Linked DNA regions of Capsicum annuum: region 2 is linked to region 1. The links are chromatin contacts, called in public Hi-C maps. All regions are on one chromosome and are shown on one strand. Each heading gives the region's core, a stretch centred on a gene start, on an enhancer-like site or on the middle of the called end of the contact. The rest is flanking DNA. Distances are from core to core; before and after follow the strand shown. Region 1 holds the start of LOC107868009. Region 2 holds the start of LOC107868008 (formin-like protein 6).

Evidence for each region. Hi-C and Micro-C count contacts between places; a contact is called where the count stands out from the background.
Region 2: a contact with region 1 is called in a Hi-C map of placenta, with 3 times the contacts expected there. The contact joins the promoter of LOC107868008 here to the promoter of LOC107868009 in region 1. A contact is called at or near these places in 2 of 5 Hi-C or Micro-C datasets (leaf and placenta).

Annotation. Positions count from the first base shown.
Region 1 is chr4:38,534,250-38,536,949 of UCD10Xv1.1, reverse strand. It overlaps LOC107868009, which reads left to right and starts at 1,270. Exons shown (of 5, transcript XM_016714545.2): 1 at 1,270-2,520. The coding sequence starts at 1,459.
Region 2 is chr4:38,840,152-38,843,203 of UCD10Xv1.1, reverse strand. LOC107868008 (formin-like protein 6) reads left to right here and starts at 1,461. Exons shown (of 5, transcript XM_016714544.2): 1 at 1,461-2,859. The coding sequence starts at 1,618.

The sequences.
Region 1 (2,700 bases), core at 21-2,520:
TGTAATATTGAAAAAGTACTATTATTTACGTAGTTAAGTCGTAAGGATAGCTTTTCATGTAATTTGCCTAAATAAAAGGGTAAAATAGACCCAATAGTTAGATGGAAAGAGCAGTTTAGACCTAATAGGTAGGTGGAAAGCGCATTTTAGGTCAGTTTTCATTGTATAGTTTCTACGAATATTGTTTGATTACAAAAATATCCTCCATTTCATTTTATTTTTTTCTTACATTTTCTTTTCGAACTTTACTCTTTCATTCTTAAAAATAAGATTTTCATCTTATTTAGCTTAAATATTTTTGTGTGTGTATTCTCATGATTGTATCGTGCGCTTTTTAAAAATAAAATTTTCATCTTAAATTTGTTTTAATAAAAGAAATTTTCTTGTTTTTGTCACTTCATTTAAACACATATCACTCTTATATTATAAAATATTAAAGTTATCTTTATTTTAATTGATATATAAACTTTAAATTTTTAAGTAACAAAAGATTATTTAATTAAAAATATGTTATTAAGTAGTGGAGTCAATATTTTTATAAAAGAAATCAAATTATAAGTAAACATAAGCATTAGGCAAACAAATTCAACGTATAATATATTCATAAATACAATTATATTTATAATGTAATTTTTTAATAGAAAAATATATTATCAAAAAAATAACGAGTAGTGAAGGAAATGATATTAAAAATTATGAAAATATATATATGGATGTGAAAAAGTGATGTAAAAAAAAGAGTTTATGAAGAATATTTTTGTTATTTTACACATTTTATCCTGGTATAAGTTATTGCGATATTACTATACCACCGCATGATAGGGTTAACTTATTCCGGTACTAACTATTAATCCTAGGATAAGTTATCTTATACTTTTGTAACCAAACAACGGATTAAGGGATACTAAAAAGTTATCCCGAAATTATCTTTTCTTATTCCGTACGCCAAACGATCCCTAAAGGGTAAATATGATACTCTCTCCGTTTAAAAAAGAATGATCTACTTTTCTTTTTAATTCGTTTAAAAAAGAATGATTCCTTTTCCTTTTTAGCAATTATTTAATTTCAACTTTCCACATGACATGTTTAAGACCACAAGATTAAAAGATATTTTGGTACATTTGACATATCTTTAATTTAACATCACAAAATTTAAAAGTCTCTTTATTTTCTTAAACTCTATATAAAGTTAAATTAGATCATTCTTTTTTTAAACGGAGTGAGTATTTTTTTCATTATAAACCTAAATATGGCTCAAAAATTGGATAAGAAAGGACAAACTTGTTGAAAGAAAAAAGTCATTCCGGATCTTTTCTCACAACTCTTATCCCAAATAAAATACACGTCCAAGCGCTAGCATCCCTTTTATTCAAATTCAAAATTCACCACCGTCGACGTCTTCCTTCCCTCCCACCCTTTCTAGAACAAGAAAATCCGCTAAAATTCTTCATCCCATCAATGGAGAAACGCCTTCGTTCTTCGCTCAAAACTTCTGCCGAAGAATTCCTTTCTTCAATAACAAAACTGGGTTTCAATAAATCCATTAAACCCTCTCTCAAAACCCTAATCCATTCCCTCTCCCCTTCTTCAGCTCTCATCACTACGCTCCCGCTCGCTCTCCACAACTCCATTACACAATCCATTCGTAAATACAAAGCCGTGAATGAATCCAACGATGTCGTTTTATCTCCTCAAACCCCGCCTACTAAACGCGTACGCAGATCTGCTAGGAACAAGAAGTGTGAAGAAGAAGGAGACAATGAAGATGAGGCGAAGGGATTGATAGTTGAGAATATTCGTATATATGTGTATGTGGGGTCTCTTTGTGTTTCTCATCCGAGAAAAGTGTTTAGTGAATCGGATTTGTTGCAGGGGGTTAAGGAGTTACATGATAGTTTGATTTTTTTTGATATTGATTCTGTTTTGGCATCGGAGATTGCTAATTTATGCGAGGATTGGTGGAAGGAGGGGCTGTTTGGGAAGGAAGTGCTTATTTCTCAGGCGTTGCCATTTTTGTTGTCGAGGGCATTGACGTTGAAGAAGAAAGTGGATGTGCATAGGGTTTATGTGTTGAGGGAGGCATTTACGCTGTTGGATTTTGAGGATGAGAGTATTGAGGATTTGAAGCATTTGATAATGCGTTGTGTGATTTCGCCTCTTTTTTTGAAGACGGAGGATGGGAGGAAATTTATTGCGTTTACGTTTGGTTTGAGCGTGCAGCTTTTGAAAGAGGCGTTGGCTATGCTTAAATCACAGATTCCGTTTGGACGTAAGTCGATTTTGGAGGCGTTTGGGGAGATTGTTTTTCGGGCGTGGAAGGTGTCGGAAGAAATGGCTAAGGATGAGATTGAGAATGGGTTCTTGCAAGGGATAATAGATAGCTGTATACATGCTAGTTCAGCTGTACTTGCTGTGTCCACTCGAAGGGTTTTAGGGGGATTTATTAATCAGAGAACCACAGAGGGAGTAGAGAAGCTCATTTTTTGTCTTGCTGAGCCTGTCATATTCCGGTCCTTGCAGGTATTGCATATAGTTGTACTCCTTATTTCAAGTTTCAGGAATTGTTGTAACTTTCTGACCTTTGGTCCAACTTTCTGTGGCATCTTTTCACTTCTTATATATCTTGACTATTTTCGTATCTTTATTTTCCTAGTATTTCGATTTGAAAAGTTTTTGCCTTACAGATATTGTCTTGCATCA
Region 2 (3,052 bases), core at 212-2,711, 310 kb before region 1:
AGCTAAGTCTTGCCTCTAAGATAAGAGTTATAAAACATCTCATATATCAAAATACGATGTGGTTGTGTCAACTCTTTCCCATGAAACATAACTTGTTATTTGAAAGTCATAAGTCTTGCCTCTACAATGTAGTAGTGTCAACTCTTGCCCATGAAACATAGTTTATTGTTCGAAAGTCATAAGTCTTGCCTTTATAATGTGATAGTCTCAACTCTTGCTCAGGAAATGTAACTTGAATGGAAGAAATCGGAGAAAAGAACAAAAATAATAAAGATTGCGAAAAAAGAAGAAAATGAAGAAAAATATTAAAAAAATAAAAATCAAAGAAAATGTAGAAGTTGAGAGAGAATAGGAAAAAATTAAAGGTTGATAAAAAAAAAAAAGAAAGATTGAATAAAAATAAAGGTAGAAAAATATAAAAAGAAAAAAAAGAAAAAAAATATATAAATATATATATATATATATATATATATATATATATATATATATATATGTTTGTATAAAATTAGACGTTGAATGGTGTAAAGGAAAAAAGTAAGGATTGAGAAAAACTAAAAAAAATTTAAAAAAAAGGAAAGAAAAATAAAAAATAAAAATAATAGAAAATAAAAAAGAAAAAAAGAATTTGAGAGGAAAAAAGGAAAAAAGTAAGGGTTAGATAAAATTAAAAATAAAAAGAGAAAAGAAAAAATAAAAATCAACGTAAAATTAAAAAGAGAAAAAAAGGAAAGTTGAAAGACATAAATATGGAGTTGTTATCCATTATGAGGATCATTTATGTAATTTACTCCATTGATCAGGGTAATTTTATTCAAAAAATAATAGTTAACAGGTAAAGACTATATTAAGGAAACTTTTTTATTTGGGGCTAAAATTTGAAAGTCATCCTAAGTTGGGTCTATTTTTGAGATTCATCCATTTTTAAAAGGGCCGAATATCCCAAATTGAAAATTATATCAGTATTATATATAAATTGTATCAATATTTTATATGAATTGTATCTGAACCACATACACCAAAATAACCTAAATTAGGAAATGACTATAAAATAAAAAATAAATTTTTTTTAAAAAATATCAAACTTGAATTATTTATTTTAAAAAGGTGCTATAGAGTGTGTCCTTTTTCAAAATGCTACCTCTACAACAAGGGTATTGTGAACATGTATAAATCATCCAAACAAGCGACGTGGTCCTTTAATTTTAACCCCAGCACAACATCTCTTTCATTTTAATTAGTATAAATAACATAAATATTAATTTTTTTGAAATTAATTACACTCTTTTCTATTTTTTAATTATTTTTTTTTTATTAATATGTATAATATAACTAATATATACATAACATTCTGTGTATATATTGAGTAAAAAGTGAAGATTTTTTATAATATTAAAAATATAAATTGTGTATTTGCTTAATTTTTAGTTTTAATTATTATTAGTATTATTATTCCAAAACTCACTACAAGCACAAATCTAGATTCCACCATACCCTTTTGAAAGTGTAGCTGCTTAAAGAAGCTTTTCTCTCTCTCTACATCTTGAGCGACACCACTGGAGATTGTGGAAACAAAAACCACAAGAAGATGAGTTGTAGAAAAAGAAGAAGAAACACACAATGAGAGCTCATCCCATTTGCAATTTTTCAATAAAACTACTATTACTAATTGTCACTACTTTTGCAACAGCAAACACCCAAATTCAAGATCTCATTAACAATCCCAAAACAAGAAGAATTCTTCATCAGCCACTTTTTCCAGACACTTCGTCATACCCACCTCCACCTCCACCCCCACCACCACTAGTTTCTGAACCCATTTTCCCCACCCCAGACCACCCCTTTTTCCCAGAAGTCCCCTCTATAGCAACCCCAGATCAAACGCCACAACAAGAAGTTCAACCAATTCAACCAAATGGGACACCAGTTTCAAGAACAAGCCCAATTTCCTCTCATCCAACAAACCCAACCAAGAAACTGGCAATTGCAGTGTCTGTTGGCATTGTCACTCTTGGAATGCTATCCGCTTTGGGATTCTACATCTACAAACACAAAGCTAAACACCCTGATGAAACCCAAAAGCTCGTTAGTAACAACAGTAGGAACAACTCTCATCGAGCCAATGAAGAATCAAGAATGCCACCTTCCAATTTTCTTTACATTGGAACAGTTGAACCATCATCATCCTCTCAACAAACCCAAGTGAACCACTCCAATAGTGTTGCTAATAATGCTTCACCTTATAGGAAACTTAGCCCTGCTAAGAAATCAGACAGGTCTAGACCAAGTCCAGAACTTCAACCACTTCCTCCATTGAGAAGTACTAGAGCCTTCCCTCCTCCTACCATAACAAATTCACCTGATCAAAGAATTTCATCGTCCGACGAAGAAAATCATCTTCGTGAAATCAAAATTTACAAGCCATATAATATTAGTAGTAGTGGTAACATAGTGACTAAATCTAGAGTAGAAAATCATGTGAATAATAATTCAATTCCCCATTCAAAGAGAACTTCTCCGAGATTGTCCCTTTTGTGTTCATCACCTGATATAAAACGCCCAATAATACCATCAGTGAAGCAAGCTTCACCGCCATCTCCACCACCACAACAAGAACAAGAACTTACATTGCAGCAAAAGAAGCCAAGTCTAACTTATGTTGTGCCACAAAGGGTGAAATTCTCTGCGCTACCACCTCCACCAGATATAGCAAGGCTTAAATCAATAAGCAACCAATCCCATGAAATGTCAAAAGTTCAAGCTCCAGCTCCCCCTCCACCACCGCCTCCACCTCCACCTCCACCTCCGCCTCTGCCTCCACTATCAGCCTCCCAAAAAATTGGAGGCAGAGTCGGCTCAAGGGTAAGTTCACTAATTCATCATATAGTAACATATAGATAATCTAATTTATGTTAATAAAAGTTGTCAAGTTTTATGTTTTATTATTATTTGGTCGTAGTTGTTGAGACGAGTGAGTAAATTATTCTAAAACATTAGTTTATACATTTACCTTTCTCTTCTGTTTTGATTTTTTTTCTACAATCCCTTTGTTTTT